2 separate regions of the Mus musculus genome follow, and region 1 is linked to region 2. A link is a contact called in public Hi-C data. All regions are on one chromosome and are shown on one strand. The core of a region is the stretch at or near the end of the contact, and the rest is flanking DNA. Distances in the headings are between cores, read along the strand shown.

What was found. A called contact is a pair of places that touch in the nucleus more often than the background predicts.
Region 1: a Hi-C map of granulocyte-monocyte progenitors shows a contact between it and region 2, with 2.8 times the contacts expected there. The contact joins the promoter of Sri here to the enhancer-like site in region 2. A contact is called at or near these places in 1 of 39 promoter capture datasets (macrophages) and 2 of 484 Hi-C or Micro-C datasets (the C10 cell line and granulocyte-monocyte progenitors).

The regions. Positions count from the first base shown.
Region 1 is chr5:8,055,092-8,059,954 of GRCm38.p6, forward strand. It overlaps Sri (sorcin), which reads left to right and starts at 1,451. Exons shown (of 8, transcript NM_001080974.2): 1 at 1,451-1,548; 2 at 2,447-2,530; 3 at 4,262-4,331. The coding sequence starts at 1,498. It also overlaps the pseudogene Gm15730.
Region 2 is chr5:7,977,194-7,982,207 of GRCm38.p6, forward strand. It overlaps Steap4 (STEAP family member 4), which reads left to right. Exons shown (of 5, transcript NM_054098.3): 4 at 1,215-1,379; 5 at 3,102-5,014. The coding sequence ends at 3,365. Among named protein-coding and RNA genes, the nearest start is that of Steap4, 19 kb to the left of the region's middle. Within about 2 kb of position 3,633, at least 32 of the 459 cell types and tissues checked have an H3K27ac peak or open chromatin away from gene starts, as enhancers often do. A contact at or near this core is called in granulocyte-monocyte progenitors, where this site is marked.

The DNA.
Region 1 (4,863 bases), core at 201-2,700, 76 kb after region 2:
AAGTGCCCTCCTTTCCTTTCTGCTGGGTACCGCTGCCTGCTGTCAAGATGGGCAAGTTCATGAAACCCGGGAAAGTGTTGCTGGTCCTGGCCGGATGCTACTCCGGTCGCAAAGCCGTCATCGTGAAGAACATTGACCATGGCTTCTTGGACCGCCCTTACAGCCATGCCCTGGTGGCTGGAATTGACCGCTATCCCCAAAAAGTGACAGCTGCCATGGGCAAGAAGAAAATCGCCAAGCGATCCAAGATCAAGTCCTTTGTGAAAGTTTATAACTACAACCACCTCATGCCCACAAGGTACTCTGTGGATATCCCCTTGAACAAGACTGTTGTCAACAAGGATGTGTTCAGGGACCCAGCTTTGAAACAAACGCAAGGTCAGGCGGGAGGCCAAGGTCAAGTTTGAGGAGCGATACAAGACAGGGATGAACAAATGGTTTTTCCAGAAGCTTCGCTTTTAGGTATATTTTTGTTTCGTCATTAAAAATAAAAATAAATTAATAATAACAACAACAACAATAATAATAATAACAATAAAGCAGGCAACCGTTGGTGACTCTCATCTGGGGCTGAGGCCATGAGAGGCTACCCTGAGAACCTGGATCTCAAAAGGAAAGAGTAAGAGCAAACAGTCAAAAGCAAACAAACAAAACATCGACCAACCAACACTGTTCAGTCCTTAACAGTCCGGAGCCAGCAAACAATTACCTCTTGTTGCAATTGCACCAAAAAACAAAAAAGAAGCCGTGAAACATCTGAACAACCCACGTGAGTTTCACATCCTTTCCAGGAAGCTTCACCACTGGGGTTGTTTCTATTCGAATCATCCAGAAAATTAAACAATTCACTTTCCTATGAATGACCTGGGTGAGGCTGTCCTGCCTAGAAACTGCCCTCTTCTACCCCACCCCACACACCCACGCCTAGCAATCGCACCTGAGCTACACTCAGCTTAAACGGTTGGCAAAGAAACAGGCCACCCTCAGTCAAAGCTAAAAGCCCACTTGCATGGTTCAGAAGTTTTCATCAGGTTTTCAAAGTTTTTTTTTTCCTATTTTGTAAAGTGTCTCCTTCGCCCACTGGAATTGTTCTCCCCTTCCCTACAGTTGTGCATAGCGTTCTTATCCCGTCCTCTCTACCCAACAACCCGGTGTAAATAGTAAATGTTCTACAAAATAGCACAGTAGGAAGAAGGGGGGAAAAAACCCTCCCCTAGCTGTGCGTGGATGTCGGAATGTGCCACTAGGTCGAGAGGGAGAATGGGTCCTGATATAAACTCGTCTGGGGTCCTGGGTCATCGCCCGAGTGTGGGTCGCAGACGGCGCTGACACAGCACAGAGGCAGCAGGGAACGGGCGGCACTCGGGATGCCGCGGGGCGATCGGGGTGGGTGGCGGCGAGCGGCGGCCCCCGCGGGGCGGCGTGGTGCGCTCCGGGGCGGCTCTGGGCCGGACGGGCGGAGCAGCAGACAGGCAGGGCGGAGGCGCAGTCTGCACCATGGCGTATCCCGGGCACCCTGGCGCGGGCGGAGGGTACTACCCAGGCGGGGTAAGTGCAGCGGACGAGGGCACAGCAGCCTCTGGTCTCCCGAGACTGGAAGGCGCCACGGACGAGCGGGAGGAGGCGTCGCGGGCGGTCCCAGATGCTCCCTGCGAGCTCGCCTGGACCCTGATGTCCAGCCTTGGCTCCATTTTTCTTCCCCATCTCTTCCAAGGGCCTTTCCAGGGCCCACCGGTGGGTGGGCTGCGACCCAGGAAGCCCATTCTGTAACTCGGATATGTGGCGTGAGATAGTGCAAGTTGGTGTTGACTTCCTGCTCTCTCGGAATGTCCCCAAAGCAACAACAGCCATCTTGATCTAGAATGGTTCTGTGGTCACTCCCTTGAAAAGAAAGTGACAGGGAGACCAGAAAGTCTGGAGAAATGAGCTGAAGTCCTAGAGGAAGACCACTTAGGCAGATGTGGGAGGTGTACTGTCAGAGACAGAGGGACCCTCATTTTAGATATAACCGGGCCGGCCATCCCTGTTCTTCCCAAGCCACACCTGTCAGCCCTGTACTAACTCCAGCCTTACTTAGTACTTCAAGTACTTCAAAAACACCGCAAAGGCTGTAAAAACCAACAGGAAAACAGTCCTAAGCCTAGCCACCAGGTTGCTTCCGGTGCACTGACCTCTGTAAGCTGGTTAATAGGGATTTTTAAAGTGGGTCTGCGTTTAGTGGCCATCACTCTCATGAAACTTGTTTTGGACCAAGTCTCCAGCTTTTAGATGTCAGGAGCAGGAGTGGACAAGCCTGGTGGGTCACTGAGCTGAGTCAAGGTGGTGGGGAAGATAGAGACTGTGAAGGTCGCACAGGCGTCAATTGTACAAAAGCCTTGGATGGTTAAGATAAATTCAATTCTCTCTGATGCCTTTACCTTTTTTTTTTTTCTTTTCTTTTTCACAGTATGGTGGGGCTCCCGGAGGGCCTGCGTTCCCTGGACAAACTCAGGATCCGCTATATGGTTACTTTGCTGCTGTGGCTGGACAGGTTAGCCTTTCCTTCAATACTGAAGAATTGTTATGTTCTGTTTGTGTTAGCATTTAGTGCAGTGGCACAAAAACAGTCTTTGCTCTGGAAATGAGTCCCTTTGCCTGAAAGAAGGTAAAAGGAAAGGAAGACTAAAACAGTCTTTATTTTAGATCTGGACAAATTTGGACAGAGTATTGCCTGTATCAATAATAGATCAGTTCAAAGCTTGTGATTGGACTGGGATTAGACTGACCCAAAGGGGGAATATAAATATACTTTGAAGATCTACAAAGTGTATACCTCCTCACTTGTATTGTCAGGATAGAACAAGGGCTGCTTACAGAGAAGAAATTCAAGATCTGAACATAAAACCTCTGCTTGCCTAACCTAAAGACAAATATTAGTAATTAATTATTTTATGGCCCAATTATGATAGTTAGCTACTTTCAGTTGAATTCGATAATTAATCATTTACCCACAAAGGAAGTAGAGAAGAGCTGTAAAGAAGCATCGGCTTCCAAGCACAAGAGTTGCTATCAGTATTCGGAAGGTAGCCTCCACCCAGGGGCAGGTGCTCTCTGGAGCTAGCGCTCCATGTCCTTATTAGGTGATGTGGCCAGATGACCCACGGAGGGAATGCAGGTCAGCTAGTCCCAAGTCCTAAGACCTACTTCCTCCCTCCGAGAGTTATGACCGATGCCTATGGCTATTGTGGGGAAGGACATGTTCCTAGGTTGCAAGGTCACTGTGTGTTTGTAAGTGTTCTGTGGACATAATCCAGATGTGTCCAGAGGGGACCTCCCTTCTTAGTCACCTTAGACTTGTTTTAAACAAGAGCCCAAAAGAAGGAAATGATGATTTGAAAAAACAAGCAAACAAACAAACAAACAAACAAACAGATATGCTCTAGAATATGCTAAGCAAACTTCTACGGCCACCTTGGAAGAAGTGGTACTCTAAGAAACAGAGCTCGGAGAATTTGAATGGAAAATTGAGTCGAAGACTGGGAGACTTTCCTCTCGAGTGTCTACTTAATATGTTATCGATCCGTGTTTTTGAAACCACAAGACATAGCACACCTCAAGACAAGCATTCTTAGATTGCCAGTGTCTTCAGCATGTAAGTGACTCCACCTGCTTGACTTTCAGCAGTGCTGGCCTCTAGTCCACACATTCATCTTCTTGCAAATTATTGATCTTGTTCCTAATTATAACTTAATGAGTCTCACCAACTTGGATTTATATATTTTATTTAAAATCCATAAAAATGTCATGTGTCTTATTCTGACCTCAGTCAACCAGTAAGTAGGTATTGGTACCCTGTATCTTTTCTATATAATTGTGCTTGGAAGACCCTGTTTGCTGAGTCAAACTGGTCCAAGAGCCTCTTTCTCCTTGGACCAGGCCTTGTATTTACTGATGCCTACAACTCTGTGATATACCCTACTTCCCCCCTCTTTCAAAAAAAAGGGTTGGAGGGATATGTTTTTAAACAATTCTGTTAACTAATTTTAAAATGATTGATTTTGATAGTTCCTTGGCTCAAACTGAATGCAGACTGTTGTCATGACAGTTATTCTCTCACCATTGAATTATTTTTGGAATTAGAATAAGAAGAATTTTGAAAGGCATTCCTTTAAAGAAATGCTACATATAATTATTTTCTCTTGTTAAATGCTGCTTAATGGCTTGAAAGTGCAAGTCACCACCCTGATTTCCTTTCCTGGTTTTTGTTTGTATTTTTTTAAAGGACGGACAAATTGATGCTGACGAATTGCAGAGATGCCTAACACAGTCTGGCATTGCGGGAGGATACAAGCGTAAGTTCGTGGTCTTAGGATCTGTCTAACAATACTCTTGTTCTCTGTACTTCAGCTGTGAACTGCGATTGTTCCTTTAAAGAAATCAAACTCTTCTCATCCACCAAGCTATTATTTTTAAAAAGTTAATTGAGCAGAGTTCCTAACAAGCCATTTCAGTTTACCAGAGAGGTTAGTGGACTTCTTGGATTTGGGTTCCTTGTATTCCAGGACCATTGGAACCAGTGAGACCATTTGGGTGGCCTCCCACTCAGAGGACAAGTTAGGGTGCTGAAATGGAATCCACTGGGTCAGGTATCGTTAATGCTAAGTGCTAACAGGTACCACTGATTCTACCAAGTGCTTGTTCTATCCTAACTCTGGTGGCACTGAGAGAGTGGCCAGTCTTGCTGTCTGATCTCTGGGCTCTGGGCTTACTCCCTGGTAATACAAACACTTGCAGGCCATGACACTGCCAAGGTCATTCTTTCTGTCACCTGAGAAGATGTGTTCATGCTGAGGAAAGCTTCCTGCTTTCACTCCATGCCAGCCT
Region 2 (5,014 bases), core at 2,383-4,882:
CCTTGGTCTTCCAAATTCTGGGATTAGAAGCATGAACTTTCATACCCACTCAGCATCTTTTTTTTTTTTTTTTAATTATCAATAACCAGAAACCCTATCCTGGGGCTTGCAAATTAATCCAACTGTGATCACATAGAACTACTGAAAATAAAAATTAGAGTCCAGACTCATGTGACTCTAGATTTATAATCCTGGGCTCACAGAGACTCTGACCAACTGACAGATTCAGGTAAGAGTCACTAAACACACACCCTCCCTTATGTTTCAAGTTTCTGATTTTGAAGTCTAAACTACTGTCCACAAAGTATGGAGCTGACCAAACATGTGCTACAACACTACAAACAAATTCATAAAAGGGTGCTTATAAATCCATTAATGGTTGACTTGTGAGAGATTGTCCTCAATATATGAAAAACCAAATGATTCTGAACAAATATCAAATACTATATAATGACTAAATACTCAAAGATGAAATCAGCACAAGTAGCCTTTCAGAATTTACAGCAGAGATGCTGCAAGTCTGGTCTGATTTAGAAATGAATGGTCTCTAAATATCTTGTAACATTCTCAAAGACTAGTTAGTCAATAACTTCAATAACTTGATGGTACTGTGTCCACAAGTACCCTCACACATTCCCCAACAAAAGTTTCTTGTGTAAGGATCACACTACATGGCCTGATTCCTCTCACACTGTGATATGAAAGATTTAATGCTGTGTTATGACATAATCAGCATGAAAGACCCAAACCTGTGTGTTCATGTGCAAGCGTTTGTGTGTGTGTGTGTGTGTGTGTGTGTGTGTGTGTGTGTGTGTGTGTGTGTAAGAAATGAAGAGAGACAGAGAGACAGTAAACATAATATAAAAAGCGAATTTTGATATGACTGTTTAATAACACTGTTTTTGTTTGAGAAACAGAAAGCCATGTACTGAAGAAGATTAGCACAAATATTGACTTGTTTTAGATATATAAGATGAATTAAAACTCCCTATGTGACTCCTAGAAGTATAGCAAAATTGCAGAAGAATCAATTAATTACCTTTTCTGCTCAAAACATTCAAAAGTAGTTTCCAAAGCTGTTCGTAAGTGGTCAATAAGAAATGATACACAATTTGCTTTGTGCAAGTTACACAATGAGAGAGGTGTGTTTCAGTTCCCCTTGGAAGAGTAAAGTAGAAGGAACATCCATTGTAATTGTTTCTAATTTTTCATAGGCCCTAACTAATAAAGACAGCCCATTTATTACCTCTTATGCCTGGATTAATGATTCCTACTTGGCGCTGGGAATCCTGGGATTTTTTCTGTTCCTTCTGTTGGGAATCACTTCCTTGCCATCAGTAAGCAACATGGTCAACTGGAGAGAGTTCCGGTTTGTTCAGGTAAGTGCATCAGATTTAAACATCTTGGTATTTCAAAAGGAATATAGCTTTTTACAAATGTTCCAGTTTTACTCTCATATCATGCCTACGTTTTCCACTTGGCTCCTGTACTTCCCTAGTCACATCATTAGCAGTTCGCTCAGAAAAATGAACTCAGACACTGACAGGCAGACTCGATAAGGGTATGAGTTCCTGCTTGGGACAGCTTGCCAAGATGCCTGAATATACCCAGAGCCACCACTGAGACCACAGAGTGAAGGGCACCAAGAAGCTATTAACTATGTGTGGAGTCACCAGGTAGAAAGGTGAAAAGGACCCAAAGACAAAATTCAGTCTCACAATCTGGACATATTGATAAGAAAAGGGAGTTTTACCATAAAGCTTAAAACTTCAACGAAAATTTGATAAGTATCATCACCCTAGACTTATTCCTGGCCTGTGTGAGGGAAATTCAATTTGTCCATGTATTAACCACCAGACACCTCATTAAAGGTGGTACCTGTTCCAGGAGACCAGTGGTCCTCACCGCGTCTATCGCATGCAGAGAAGCAGCAAAAGCATCACCCAGGGAACTTGTTAGGCCACAAAGCTCCAGGCCCCACCCAACTCAGGCAATGAGAGGCTCTGAAGCCCAGAAATTTGTTTTAACAAGCCCTCCAGATAATTCCCATGCATGTTCCTTGTGCAACAGTATAATAAAACAGACCATTAGTAATTGACATTAGATTTGGTTATCAAATCCAGCTGTTTCTCTGAGAGGCCAAATGTAGACAAATTCAAGGAATTAAGACAGAGAGGAAAACTGAGCTTCAGAATTCAGGGTCTCCACAAGCACAGCTTAGCAATACTGTGATGGAAATGGGATAGCCTCTGTGATGGAAATGGGCTAGCCTCTGGCCTTGAACCAGTACTGTGATGGAAATGGGCTAGCCTCTGACCTTGACCCAGTACTGTGATGGAAATGGGCTAGCCTCTGGCCTTGAACCAGTACTGTGATGGAAATGGGCTAGCCTCTGGCCTTGAACCAGTACTGTGATGGAAATGGACTAGCCTCTGGCCTTGAACCAGTACTGTGATGGAAATGGGCTAGCCTCTGACCTTGACCCAGTACTGTGATGGAAATGGGCTAGCCTCTGGCCTTGAACCAGTACTGTGATGGAAATGGGCTAGCCTCTGGCCTTGAACCAGTACTGTGATGGAAATGGACTAGCCTCTGGCCTTGAACCAGTACTGTGATGGAAATGGGCTAGCCTCTGACCTTGACCCAGTACTGTGATGGAAATGGGCTAGCCTCTGTGATAGAAATGGGCTAGCCTCTGGCCTTGAACCAGTAACAGGAGAGAATGCAGATCTTGTAGAAGTCATTAGGTCCTGAACACCTGATAAGATGACCCACAACAGGAGTTCCCTCTGTGGACAGAAATGGTGCATTCATGTCTCCTAACCTAAAGAGTTTATTCCTAGGATGCTTTTCTTTGTCAAGTCAGGTTAATATAAAACTTGGATGTCATCAATAAACAAGTCTTTTTATAGTTTTAATGAAATATTTTATCATCCTGAAGAAAGATTATAATTTTTTTCTAAACCTAGCAATGTTCTAACTATCATAACAGCTTCATGAATTTGTGGTTGTGGACAAGTACGTTTCATTGGCATGCAGTATTTCACTGTAAGTTGTGAATGATGTTGACTTCTATTTTTCGTTTGTTTGTTTGTTTATAGTCCAAACTGGGTTATCTGACCCTGGTCTTGTGCACAGCCCACACTTTGGTGTATGGCGGAAAGAGATTCCTCAGCCCTTCGATTCTAAGGTGGAGCCTCCCTTCGGCTTATATTTTGGCACTCGTCATCCCCTGCGCAGTGCTGGTGCTGAAGTGCATCCTCATCATGCCATGCATAGACAAGACCCTCACTCGCATCCGCCAGGGCTGGGAAAGAAACTCAAAGTACACACAATCAGCACTGAACGGAAAATCGGATATTTAAGCTACAGTTGAATTTGCCAGGATTTGTGTACTATTGCAGTAAATGTTTAGAGCATAATGTGTCCAGTTATAAGAAAGCATTTTCTCTTGTCATGGCCCTAACTTTATCATCACAGTAGGAAGTGTTGCCTCACTTTGAAAGACCAGAATAGCAAGGGAACCCTCGCTGCCTCAGTCACGTGATGACTCATTGTGGGCCTCCCTCACTTCCTTTCCCAGAAACCCCAGGGATGCCACTGTGATTAGATTTACAGTTCCACACAGCGAAGCTTCTTGATTATGGGCAAGTTGAATGACGCAATGTTTTGTAGAGTTCTGGAAGAGTGTGTGCAACTTCCTTCCCTAATTCAAGGGCTGATGTAAGTGAAAAAGCAGCACTCGGCATACTACAGGTTTTGCTTGGCATGCCTGGAGAAAAGCCCCAAATGAAATAGACAGAAAGAGGGTTAGTTTGTTTCCTGGAAGAAGTGGTGATCATAACTATTGTCATACTGATCTGGGGGTATTTGGGGTTTAGCTGTAGTGCTGAGCTCAAACCTAAGGCCTTATGCATGTTAGGTAAATGATATGTTACTGAGCCACACACACGCCAGCCGTGCCATAGTGAGTATGTAGTCATATGTACCCCCTTGATTTCTTGCTTTTACCAATATGGATTCTTACTATGGGGAAATATTTTATACTGCAACAAAATTGGTTTGAAGTAGCTGTTCCTTGGATATATGGAAAGCTATGTAATTGTCCCAAGATTCTTCCTCCACAAAGGACGGCTTGAGGGGAGATGGGGTAAGAGTTGAGCAGCGATCCTAAGTTGAGGGAAGATGGGGAAAGAGTGGAAGATCCATTGGGTTTTTCAAGTGCCGCAGGCAGACACAGGCTGATAATAGCCTTGTACAAAAATGTCAGATAAGCCAGAATTTTAGCTAGTAAGCTACGCAAATACTAATACAGTTTCACTATGCTGTTTGGGATCATTTAGGAGTGGTGGTGTGCTTTCTTCATTATACATTTCAAATACTGTTCAGTATTAAGCATCTGTGAAATTAACTTCTAGTACAAACATGTAGCTTCCATAATCTGTCTTTGTTATCAATGTAAGTGGTGCAGTTAGAAGGAATCATCTGAACTCGTCGGAGCGAGGAAAGGATAGCTGAGAGAACTGTGGAGTGCTAGGGTGTAGGCGAGCAGCAGTGGACCATGGGTCGGATGCAGCCAGCTCTGGCTTCCTGTGTGGACAGTGCCTTTCCCAAGGTGACCTTCAGCAGGCTGAGAATCCTTAGCTCTAGCCTGGAGCTAAAAGGAGATCTTTGCACAATCTTCCCGCGTGTCACTGAAATAAAGAAAAGGCATTGAGTTTGACATTTTTCTGATTAATCTACAAAGACTGTTTATTTTTCATTTTTCTAGCTTTTATATCGTATATTGTACATGATATCATACATTGCTCACAATCCAGGGTTTTTTATATAAAGCTCTTATATAACACAGACATTTCTTTTACTATTGCCCTAATAAAACATATAGAGTATATTCAGTTTTTACTAAGAGGACAATTGAGGTAATGTCTTTGTACTAACAAAATATTTCTGTATTTTCAATTATTTCCTTGGAATATTTTCCAAGAGTTAGTATAAAATTAAAGAATATTTG